Linked DNA regions of Mus musculus: all the other regions are linked to region 4. The links are chromatin contacts, called in public ChIA-PET and HiChIP or PLAC-seq maps. All regions are on one chromosome and are shown on one strand. Each heading gives the region's core, a stretch centred on a gene start, on an enhancer-like site or on the middle of the called end of the contact. The rest is flanking DNA. Distances are from core to core; before and after follow the strand shown.

Region 1 (2,700 bases), core at 83-2,582, 300 kb before region 4:
GCAAACTAGTTATACTTTCCAGCAATTCAAAAGCAAAGCCCGGAGCAACACTTCCTACTGAGCTGGCTAATGTTGGTTTACCCAATAAACGTGACTACTCAGAGGACAGCAAACGCAGGCAGGCAGCAGTGTCTGTGACATTCATTCCGTCACGGGCTTGACACCTGCCTGCATGCCCTGCTTTTTGTGTTCCGACCTGACGGCTGGTGCCCGGGTTGGCTTAGTGGGTTTGCGCTGCCGGCATTTAGAGTCTCTCTAGCTCCTCATCCTCTCTCTCTCTCTACAACTGTGGACTACTTCTGTTTTAGTTTTTGAGGCAGTTTCACATTGTGTACCAGATTGGCCTGAACTCACTAGATAGCCCAGGCTGGCCTTGAACTTGTGGCAATTCTCTTGCCTCAGCGTCTCAAGTAATATTAGGATGATGGTATGAGCCACTATGTTCTGGGTCAGAAATAGTTGTGTTTAAAAAATACATAAAGAAGAAAACAAAGCAAAACAAAACAACAACAACATCAACAACAAAAAAGGCATGGTAGCTCACGCCTGTAATCTCAAGGAGACAAAGGATTGCCAGAAGTTTAAGCCCAGTCTGCCAGTCTGATATACAGAGTAAGACCAAGCCTCAAAACTAACTAACTAAATAGACGACACACATACAAGCCCGGGTGGGGAGAATATTTACTCATTGGATGGTAGTAACAATGCTGATATTTTGGTGTACAGCAGTCTAGGTTTTTGTTTTTGCTTTTTTAAGATTTATTTATTATTATACATAAGTACACTGTAGCTGTCTTTGGACGCACCAGAAGAGGGCATCAGATTTCATTACAGGTGGTTGTGAGCCACCATGTGGTTGCTGGGATTTGAACTCAGGACTTCTGGAAGAGCAGTCAGTGCTCTTACCTCCTGAGCCATCTCGCCAGCCCGCAGTCTAGGTTTTTAAATGCATGTGCACACTTCTAAATTTCTGTATCAAAAGTCCTCTACCTATTACTTGTAAACAGCTCATTTCGTAACAGTGCTATTAAATATTTGCCCCATTAAAAAAGAAAGTTCAGTTTTACGCAGTGGAGAGTAAGCATATGCAAATCCTCTTCTTCCTCCGGGCAGCCCTGGCACCTAAGAGCAGACATGAGGCTCCTGGCAGACCCGCAGCAGGCCTGCAGGAACACGAATTCAGCAGGGCAGAGGAGCTGAGGCAGTTTTCACTAATGTTTGAGAGATGATGTTGTCTTACTGCTTGCCTCGTGACACAGCCATCATCCGTTTGACTGTGGGTTAGGGGAGGATGGCCTAGACCCTAAACTCTGGGATCGAAGGCGCCATTAATTTCCACTGAGGCCCACGCTTCATCTTGCGCCCCCTGGTGGCTGCTACTCAACTGTGCAGACGCTGAAGATTTTACCTTTTTCTTCTTTTTACGCCTCCTATTAGATTTCTTGCTAAGTTTCCAGATAGATCTGAAGGTGTCCGAAGAGATCCGGGGAGTGACTGTAACTTTTAAGGGTGGTAGTTTACCTGGGCAGAGAGAATAAGCAAGAATGAGGAGAACGGCTAACGCTGTTCAGGGCTGCTCGGATGGTCCGAATTCCATCATTAGAGTTGGCTCCTTGCTAAAGCCGGGCATGGTTGGTACTCATCTGCAGTCTTTGGACTCCAGAGGCTGAAGCAGGAAGACTAGCCTCAATTACATACAAACATATATAGCCAGCTCAAGGTCACCCTGGGCTACAGAGATCCTGTCTCAAAAAAAAAAAAAAAAAAAAAAATCAAGACCTCAACTAGAGGAAGAGGAGAAGATGAGGGAGGGAAAGAAAAAGGCATAAGCAAACCAAACTCACTTGTTACCAAGTAAGTAAGTTATTCTGATTTCGTGAAAGGAGAATTAGAAATTGTTGACTTGCAAATAAATGGTAGGAAGAGAGAAAACACTGGAAGAACATTATTTTTTATAATTAGTGTTTCCATTGTCTTTTAAGGTTTAAAACGATGCCTTTAGGGTTAAAGTCCAAGTGAGTCACCCTGTAAAATCTTAGCAGCTACCCCCCCTTTTTTTGAAGACTCTTCACTGTGTTCAAACATAATTAAAGTGCTCCGTCAGAAACAGCCCATAATGACTCTAGCTCATGACATACACGCATTAAGGCTACTCACGATGCACACTTAGACTAAGTTTCAAAACTGCTGATTTCCTAAGCCATAGATTGCTTTTTAATGCTGTTTAAATGAGTACTTTCATTTTCAGGTGGGCGCGCCATAATTAGCCTCTCATTTATGTAAATTGAGCCATTTACTAAGCGTGGAAGACGTTTTCCATCCCAGAGAGGTACTGAGTGAAAAATCACTTCCCATCCTGTCACCAGAGGCTGTCTGTCCTTACGCTCCCTGCACTAATGCTGTGGAGATTGCCAGCAGCCCAATAATGGGTTTTTACTACCAGGTAGGATGAAGGGGTGGCGTCGGCACCAGGAAAACCAAAGCGCTTATCGCACTTACAGTCAGGTTTAACAGAATTATCCTGCTGGACCTCATGCCTGCTCTAATGGAACAAGAAGTGGGTGTTCTGTTCCTCTAAAAGAAAAGGATAATTGAAAAAAAAATCTTAGAGTCATTTAATTGGTCATTAAAGATGCATGGCTTTGGTTTGAGGTGGAGCAGCACAGCAGACCACACTCCTGTGACCCTCTTTTACAACAC
Region 2 (2,700 bases), core at 40-2,539, 260 kb before region 4:
CCTGTGCAAACCCCACCACCAGTGGAGAACTGAGCTGGGCTAGTCTTCTTCCAAGATCCCTTGGCTCCTTTTTATTGTTACCATTCCCCACTCTAAGGCGTGAAATTTATTTTCACTGCTCTGAATTCCCTATGAATGGATTTAGTTCTGAGGAATTACCAGTGAAAAAAATCCCATCTGTGATGGAGACCAACAAAAATAAGAAAACACACCGAGCCAAAAAAAAGAAAAAAAAAAAGATGGAACTTCAGGTGAAGATGCATATGAAAATTAAGATGAAAGTAATGGTTGGTTATTTAAGAATATCAAATCACCCAAAAGACTCACTGCGAGGAAAGCTTGCAGAGGAGCTTAGTAGCAGGCATGGACGTGGAGTAGAAAGGAACCATAATGGTTTTAGGCATTGTTTATTCTGAATCATGGGAGTTAGAAAGGGAAATTCAAATTATGGCCCCTGCCCTTTAAAGAACGGCATGCTTACTCAGGGTACAGGGCTGGACATGGTGGTGCAGGCTCTCAACACAGCACTAGGAGTGCAGGAGGAGAATCGGGAGTTCAAGGCCAACCTTGAGAATTAAAACAACAAACAAAACAAAAAACGGAAACCACTCACCCACCAATCCCTGCCCTGCTAATAAACTGTCAGAAAGAATACTGGTATTTATTACAAGTTTTAGTCCACATGAAAAAGGTTCAGACCCCCCCAACTCTTTGTTAACGTTAAACTCTTATGGGGCCACGGGGCTGTTGTTAATTTAGGGGTGCTCAGGAATGCTGAGGCACACAGGGGACAATCTGTTTCTCACGTGGGGCATCAGTTATCTCTAGTCTACTCTTTGGCGCTGCCACATATATTCTCAAGAGAATCTGTTAACATGGCACCGCATGGTCAAATGTGAATACCCTGAGGATGACGTACTGAGGTTATACAATGGACAGCTACAGACACCCCCACGTCAGTGTAGGCTTTGAGTCATGAGTGGCTTTAATGTTTGTTTTTTTTTGTTTTGTTTTGTTTTGGAGACAGGGTTTCTCTGTGTAGCCCTGGCTGTCCTGGAACTCACTCTGTAGACCAGGCTGGCCTCGAACTCAGAAATTCGCCAGCCTCTGACTCCCAAGTGCTGGAATTAAAGGCGTGCACCACCACGCCCAGCGTTTGTTTTGTTTTTAAAGAGCAAAAAGACCTTTCTTTAAAAAGTCAACAGGCCGAGTTCTGTTCGCCCAGGCACGAGTGGAGTACATTCTTCCACACCTCCCTCTGGGAAAGCTGGGAGCTGCACTGATGAATGCTGCAGGCCACAGAGAGAAGTGGACGCCTCAGCAACACAGGAACGTGGCCTGGTGGAGTGCAGGCCACGCCCAGGGCTTCCTGGCTGCTGCCCCTGCTGCTGCTGGAGCTGCCTTTAGTGTCTCATCCACAGACAGGCAAGCTGCAGGCATTTTAAATACAAGTAAGGTCTCACAAAGAACAGATAGGCTTCTTGTACTTTATTTGAGTTATTTTCAAATGACAGTTACAAAAGCTTTTAATTTTTATAATACTCTTCATAAGAAAATAAAATTTAAATAAAAATACATTCTCAACAACATAGAGTCACTATATTATGGTCTGATAACTTACACTTACAAACTAGACACCGTACAAACCAGTATTTACTAGCAACATATTAATTCCCAAGTTAAAAATGGAAGCAGATAATATCAACCAAAAATCAGTCATTTTAACTCTAGAATGAGTTTTGCATTTGTCACATAGGTGGGGACACTAGAAAGCACTGCGGAGTCCATCTTTTAGGCTATTCAATAGTACTTAAAGCAATTTAGAAGGTGTGTTCACTTAAAAGGAATGTATTTTCTAAAACCTAGCTTGAATGAACTTTTCCAGTAAAAGAATGCAATTCGGCCTTGGAGACACAGACAAACCCCAGCCATCAGTCACATGATGTTTCTTGTTGGTAAAATAAGAGCCCAGTTTTGATGCTTAGCTATTACCCGTGATATTAAAAACATAGTTCTTTGGTAAGCAAAATAGTTTGATTTGATAAATTATATTCCTGGGAGTAAAAAAAAAAAAAAACCAAACCAAAACCAAAACTTTTGCTGTTGCCCAGTGTCTTACCAGGTGATGATTTAAAAGAAAGCTAAACAACAGATCAGTATAATCTCAATGGATGGATACAGCTCCACTAGGAGTCAGAGCTAGTGAGTGACTGTGCTAAGTTTCCTCCTATCATCTTCTGTTCATATATATATATATACATACACATACATGTGTGTGTGTGTATATATATATACATATACAAAAACCATGTGTGTGTGTGTGTGTGTGTGTGTGTGTGTACGTATATATGTTTTTTTTTTTCAAATGCTCTTTGCAGAAGCAGAGAAAGGAGACCATGGAGGTAAGACTCTAAGTACGCAAGAGCACAGCATAGGAGAAGCCCCGAGAAGGGCCCTGACTGTCCTTGGACTCTGTGGACATAGTTTCTGATTGGAAAAGACTTACTAAAGAAAATTAGTTTTGTATTTCTCTTTTTACACTGTACCAAGCTGGCTAATTAATTCCAGTCAAGCTGGCTGTTTAAAAGGTCATGTGAATAAAAGAACTACAATATTGAGCTCTCAGAGTTACACATGTATACAGCTTTGGCCCCTGTGACCCTATGATCATTAAAAATACTTGCAATTGGAGTTTGATAT
Region 3 (2,700 bases), core at 80-2,579, 400 kb before region 4:
CAGCACTCAGGAGGCAGAGGCAAGTAGATCTCCGTGAGGTCGAGGCCAAACTGGTCTGCATAGTGAGTTCCAGGACAGCCAGGGCTATGGAGTAAAACTCTGTTTTGAAAAACAAACAAGGGCTGAAGAGACGGCTCAGTGGTTAAGAGCACTGACTGCTCTTCCAAAGGTCCTGAGTTCAATTCCCAGCAACCACATGGTGGTTCACAACCATCTGTAAAGGGATCTGATGCCCTCTTCTGGTGTGTCTCGAAACAGCTACAATGTACTTATATAAATAAAATAAATCTTTAAAAGAAGAACTGAGCAGTGGTGGCACATGCCTTTAATCCCAGCACTTGGGAGGCAGAGGCAGGTGGATTTCTGAGTTCGAGTCCAGCCTGGTCTACAGAGTGAGTTCCAGGAAAGCTAGGGCTATACAGAGAAACGCTGTCTCGAAAAACATGAAGAAGAAGAAGAAGAAGAAGAAGAAGAAGAAGAAGAAGAAGAAGAAGAAGAAGAAGAAGAAGAAGAAGAAGAAGAAGAAAAGAAGAAATAAAACTTTGAATAGTGGCTCAAGGCTGGATGAGGTGGGCTCTTGAACTTCAGGCTAAACAGTAAAATGGGACTTTGTAAATAAGAACTACTGCTTTCTCAGAAAAGGAGGAGGAGGAAGCGATTAATGCCAGCTTCTTATTCCTCTTTTTTTTTTCCCCTTTTGAGGCACACACACTCCAGGATAGCCTCAAAAACAAACAAAAACAAATAAACAAAAACACAACCAAACAACCAAAAAGCAAAAAACAAATCAAACCAACAAAAGCCCCCACTATGTAGCGAAGGATGAGAAACTGCTCCCTCCTCCTCCATATCCAATTATGGGGTTATGGGCATATAATAAGTGTTTGACTTGCTTTGCTTTTTGAGACAGTCTTGCTCTGTACGCCAGGCTGTCCAGGACTTCACTTCGTTAATCCTCCTGCCTCTACCTCCCTGCCAAGTTCTTAAATTTAAGTTCAAATTAAGTAAGTGCCCAGGCTCCGGAAACCTGTCTTCTTATGTTCTAAGTCAGTGATGATGAATATACCAGGATTATACTGAAATAATATTGAACCATAAAAGCCACAGAAAAGCAGTTTGCTTCTATCTGCGTTAGACTCACAAGCCCAATGATACCCAGAGCCACTGGAGGCTGTGGCTTCTTCTTAGTTGAGCAACTGGGTACTATTTGGGACAAATCACTGGTCACACAAGTTCCATCATAAGATGAGAAAGAAGAGGAAGCAGTGTTTAGTGTCCTTTTGGTTTAGTTTTTAATAACAGGACAGGGTAGGCATTGTGCAAGAACACAGGATATGACATCAAGGAGACCTCTCTGAGCCAGCCCCTGCCAACCTCTCAGAACTATGTGACCTAAGGAGGACCTACCCACTCAAATCAAACCAAACCAACCCACAGCAACACATCTCTCTGTCATCTATAAATAAGAACACCTTCCTGACATGGTTTGAAGGGAATTTACATGGAGGTGCTATGAAGTACCACAGAATGTTAAGACACTTCATGTTCAGAAGATGCCAAGAATTCTTTAGACTCCATTCTCACTTCTTTTTTAAGTGGGAGATGCTGAGCAATCCTACCCTGCCCTTCTGTTTGTCAGATCTCTCAGCATACTAGACTTGATGGATAACGGAAACACTTAAATCATCACGAAGGGTCAAATACCCCGATTGGCAACCTAGTAACTCACTTATAAGAGATTTTAATTTTTAAAATATCTTTGTATTAATTCTTTGAAAATCTCATGCAATATATTTTTAAAGATTTATTTTATGTATATTGTATATGAGTGCTCTATCTCTGTGTATAACCTACATCCAAGAAGAAGGCATCAGATCCCATGACAGATGGTTGGGAGCCACGATGTGGTTGCTGGGAATTGAACTCAGGACCTCTAAAAGAGCAGCCAGTGCTCTTAACATGTGAGCCATCTCTCCAGCCCCCAATACAATATCATATCATAATAATCATATTTATTCATCTCCATTCCTCACCCTAACTCTTCCCAGTTCTACCCCACCTCCACTCCCAACGCCATGTCCCCATTTTTGTTTGCTTTGTTTTCTCTCTTTTTTTTTTCTAAACAACCCACGGTGTTCTATTTGTGCTGCCCATATACTCCTGGATGTGTGGCTACCCACTGGAGCATAATCAACCTATGGGGGTCACACTCTTAAAGAAAACAGACTTTCCCTCTCCCAGAAGCCATCAACCGTCCATAGCTCCTCAGTGTGGGTGGTGCCACTTGTGAACCATTTTCCACTCCACGCTAGAATCTCTCCACTGGCTTGATCTAGCATAGGCAACAAGGCTGCCATGGTCCAAGACTGCAGCAGTCCTGCTTGTTCAGAAGATACCGTTTCATCTGGTCCTTCCTGACCTCTAATTCTAACAGTCTCCTTCCTCAGTGCTGGCATGTGTGTGATACAGATGTCCCAATTGAGACTGAACTCAAGTCCGCTGACTCACTCTTTCCACTCTGACCACTTAGGAGTTCCCTTGCTAACCTTCCTGTACTGTACAAAGCAACGCCTCAGATGAGGTCTGAGTGCTGCCCTAGTCCACGAACAGAGAAAGATGAAATTATACTATGTCCATATAGTAGAAAATAGTGTGTGCTTCTTCCTGTAGTCAGGACTTACATCCAACCAGAAAGTGGTT
Region 4 (2,795 bases), core at 279-2,778:
CATATAGCAAGTTGGGTCTTGTGACCCTCCCTAGCCTTCCATGAAAGGATGTAAGTGGTCAACAAGCCCAACTGTGATAATTCTTTTGTATGGGGGCCCAACTATACTTTACAAGACAGAAAACATATAACAACAACAACAACAACAACAACAACAACAAAATAGTCTTATTTTAAAAATTCAAATAACATTATTACTGTGAAAACAGGGATTTTTTTTTTCCTCCTCCTTTTTGCAACCCGGGATTTTAGACAGGGTTTTATGTACCCTGGACTGATGTTAAAACTAACAAGCAGATAGGGACACCTTGAAAGGCGTTTTCTTCCTGACCTCCGGAGCCCACATGCTGGGATACATCCAGTTCCTATAAATAGCTTAAACTGTGTAGATCCTAAAAGGGTCTGAGAGACCTCCACAAGGTTCAAGAAATAGAGCAACATGTCAGTACCTCTGAGTAGTCTATTCTTCATGACTGACTGCAGGATTGTGTCCTACGATACACTATCTCATAGAACACACTAATACCAGTCATTGTAGCTCCCTAAGAGTTAGGGACCTGTGTACTTGACTTAGGAGTTTAGGGGGGAAATTACTATGGGTTGTATAACCATCCACAATTCTGGACAGGGTTTATCACTTATTGGTATACAGCAATTATCCAGCATGTGCAAGGAACTGGGTTCAGGATCCCAGGACGCAGAGGTAAAATCCAAAAACATTAGTGATAATGTGTGGTGGGCCAGGCCTATAATCCCAGTATTCAGGAGGCCAGCCTTATCTACTCAGTCATATATAAATCATAAGCGAGGGGCAGGGTGGTGCATGCTTTTAATCCAAGTGCTTGGGAGACCAAGGCAGGTGAATCATTACAAGTTCAAGGCTAGCCTGGTCAGCTATGGCCAGCTCAGGATGACACAGTGAAACAGAAAAAAAGGAAAAGAAGGGAGGGAGGGAGGGAGGGAGGGAGGGAGGGAGGGAGGGAGGGAGGGAGGGAGGGAGGGAGAGAGGGAGAAAAAGAGGGAGGGAGGGAGGGAGAATTCTAATGAGGGAAACTCAGTGTTAGCTTTTTCAGTGGTGTACTTTTGGCCTCATTCTCTCTCTTCACCATCATTTAACCTTCCCATTCCCCCCCCCCCCCCCCCGTTATCTTTCAGGCCCTCTCATGTCCTGTAGCTTCCTCTTAGTCCACTCCATTCCCATTTCTGAATGCTCCCATCACAATCCTCAGATTTTTGTTTTGTTTTAAGGGGAGCAGGGGCTGGGGGGGAGCAGTGGGGAGTGGGGTAGGATGGGGTGTGATCTTTAAGGGCTGACAAGCTTTGAAGGAGACAGATTTAAAAAACAAAAATAAAAAGGCTGGGGTCCCAAATAAGTTGGAGTCTGAGGAATGACACTGAGTGGAGAGTCTTAGCAAGGAGACTAACAACCTCCAGAACCCCAGGTATTCGCTAGTATGAGCTGGATGGGCAGGGTCACAGGAAAACGTGGTCGGGAGCCACAGTACTGTTCACACTTGTTCCCACAGCCTGCAGGCACAGCAGAAGCTGCAAGAGAACTGTGACACGTGACACTCTACAGATCACGCCTGGAGGTTCAAGACTGTCTCTTCTTTCAAGAGGGAGCCTGACTGCGGATAAGGAGGAGCTGAAACCATGATCTGTTTCCCAGGGGACCAGTAGGGAAAAATGGCACCGGCCCAAGCAGCCTCAGAGCCATCCTAACAAAGCCTGGCTTTCTGTAACTCACAACCGAGCCCTGGAGGCTGACACCCCACAAGGGCCCCAGAGGACCCTCCCTACTGCAGGGCTTCTCACTCCACTTTCAACTTAAGGCTGCCCTAGGGGAAGAGGAGTTGTGGGGTAGGGGGCGAAGCTTTCTGGGAAATTCAGCCCTTTTCAAGAGGCTTCTGGGAGTTGTAGTTCATATAGGTCTTTGCATGCAAGCACGTTTCTGTGTGTGTCCCTGCGCCGCCCCCCCCCCCCCCCCCCCCGTTGAGGCTTCTATTGCTCCAGAACCCTGGGAAAGGTCATAGTTTCTAGTTCCTGGAGGCATCCGACCTGATGGAATCATAGCAGAAAATGAACTTTTGATATATGTAATATAATTCTACACTTGTCTTTTAACGGATTACTGTGCATTGCTTTGCTGTATCAGGCCTGACTCACGCTCTCACTTACATATTTTAAAATGTCCTTATATATGACTTTCAAGAAGTCTGATATGCAACATGATGGGGAAATTTCAGAAACTTTTTCAGTTAGATTTTGTTTTAATGCAAACACTTGTAATTTTTTTTTTGTATGACAAAAGTCTTTGTGTTGTCAAATCCTTTTAAATAAAAGAGATTTGGAGAAAAATTAGGAATTCTTACAGGCTGATGATTTTTAAAGATTATGCAATGTTTATGCTTATTAGTGACATCTATAGTTTGTACTGTATTGTAGATATATATTTGTATAAATAAACGTACAAATGAGGCTATACACTAAGGTTACATATAAACTAATATTCTAAAGAAATCTATGATTGTCATTATTAAAGCATAATGTCAGTATTCAGAAACTCAAAACATCTAATTTTATGATCTTTCCTTATCCTAGGCCAAGTTTTTAAAAAGGACAATTGGATAACTTAAAGGCATATGGAGTTGTTTACTTTGGACATAATATTTTATAGCAATCTATGGATTATTTCTTTTAAAAATCTAGGTGAGCTATGAAAATTTTATATAGGTACAGGGGCTTTAAAAGAAAATATTATAAGATTAATAGTTATACTAAAATATTGAATTAGCT

What was found. ChIA-PET counts read pairs in DNA pulled down with a chosen protein or histone mark. HiChIP or PLAC-seq counts read pairs in DNA pulled down with a chosen protein or histone mark.
Region 1: a contact with region 4 is called in an H3K27ac HiChIP or PLAC-seq map of embryonic stem cells, with 2.4 times the contacts expected there. The contact joins two enhancer-like sites. A contact is called at or near these places in 5 of 115 datasets of contacts at active chromatin or transcription factors (T-cell acute lymphoblastic leukemia, embryonic stem cells, large pre-B cells and 1 more) and 1 of 9 other capture datasets (embryonic stem cells).
Region 2: a contact with region 4 is called in an H3K27ac HiChIP or PLAC-seq map of embryonic stem cells, with 5 times the contacts expected there. The contact joins two enhancer-like sites. A contact is called at or near these places in 11 of 115 datasets of contacts at active chromatin or transcription factors (T-cell acute lymphoblastic leukemia, bone marrow-derived macrophages, craniofacial prominence and 6 more) and 1 of 9 other capture datasets (embryonic stem cells).
Region 3: an RNA polymerase II ChIA-PET map of memory CD8 T cells shows a contact between it and region 4, with 26 read pairs. The contact joins two enhancer-like sites. A contact is called at or near these places in 3 of 115 datasets of contacts at active chromatin or transcription factors (effector CD8 T cells, embryonic stem cells and memory CD8 T cells).

What each region holds. Positions count from the first base shown.
Region 1 is chr9:96,490,664-96,493,363 of GRCm38.p6, forward strand. Gm28729 (predicted gene 28729) reads right to left here. Exons shown (of 11, transcript NM_001370882.1): 10 at 1,409-1,521. Among named protein-coding and RNA genes, the nearest start is that of Rnf7, 13 kb to the left of the region's middle. Within about 2 kb of position 1,333, at least 25 of the 459 cell types and tissues checked have an H3K27ac peak or open chromatin away from gene starts, as enhancers often do. A contact at or near this core is called in embryonic stem cells, where this site is marked.
Region 2 is chr9:96,537,827-96,540,526 of GRCm38.p6, forward strand. Rasa2 (RAS p21 protein activator 2) reads right to left here. Exons shown (of 24, transcript NM_053268.2): 24 at 1,474-2,700. It also overlaps the pseudogene Gm8495. Among named protein-coding and RNA genes, the nearest start is that of Gm28729, 14 kb to the left of the region's middle. Within about 2 kb of position 1,290, at least 12 of the 459 cell types and tissues checked have an H3K27ac peak or open chromatin away from gene starts, as enhancers often do. A contact at or near this core is called in bone marrow-derived macrophages and embryonic stem cells, where this site is marked.
Region 3 is chr9:96,390,827-96,393,526 of GRCm38.p6, forward strand. The region is part of intron 1 of Gm39409 (a long non-coding RNA gene); the gene reads right to left. The region is part of intron 1 of Gm40550 (a long non-coding RNA gene); the gene reads left to right. Among named protein-coding and RNA genes, the nearest start is that of Gm39409, 4.7 kb to the right of the region's middle. Within about 2 kb of position 1,330, at least 74 of the 459 cell types and tissues checked have an H3K27ac peak or open chromatin away from gene starts, as enhancers often do. A contact at or near this core is called in memory CD8 T cells, where this site is marked.
Region 4 is chr9:96,793,968-96,796,762 of GRCm38.p6, forward strand. No RefSeq gene overlaps it. Among named protein-coding and RNA genes, the nearest start is that of C430002N11Rik, 30 kb to the left of the region's middle. Within about 2 kb of position 1,529, at least 223 of the 459 cell types and tissues checked have an H3K27ac peak or open chromatin away from gene starts, as enhancers often do. A contact at or near this core is called in bone marrow-derived macrophages, embryonic stem cells and memory CD8 T cells, where this site is marked.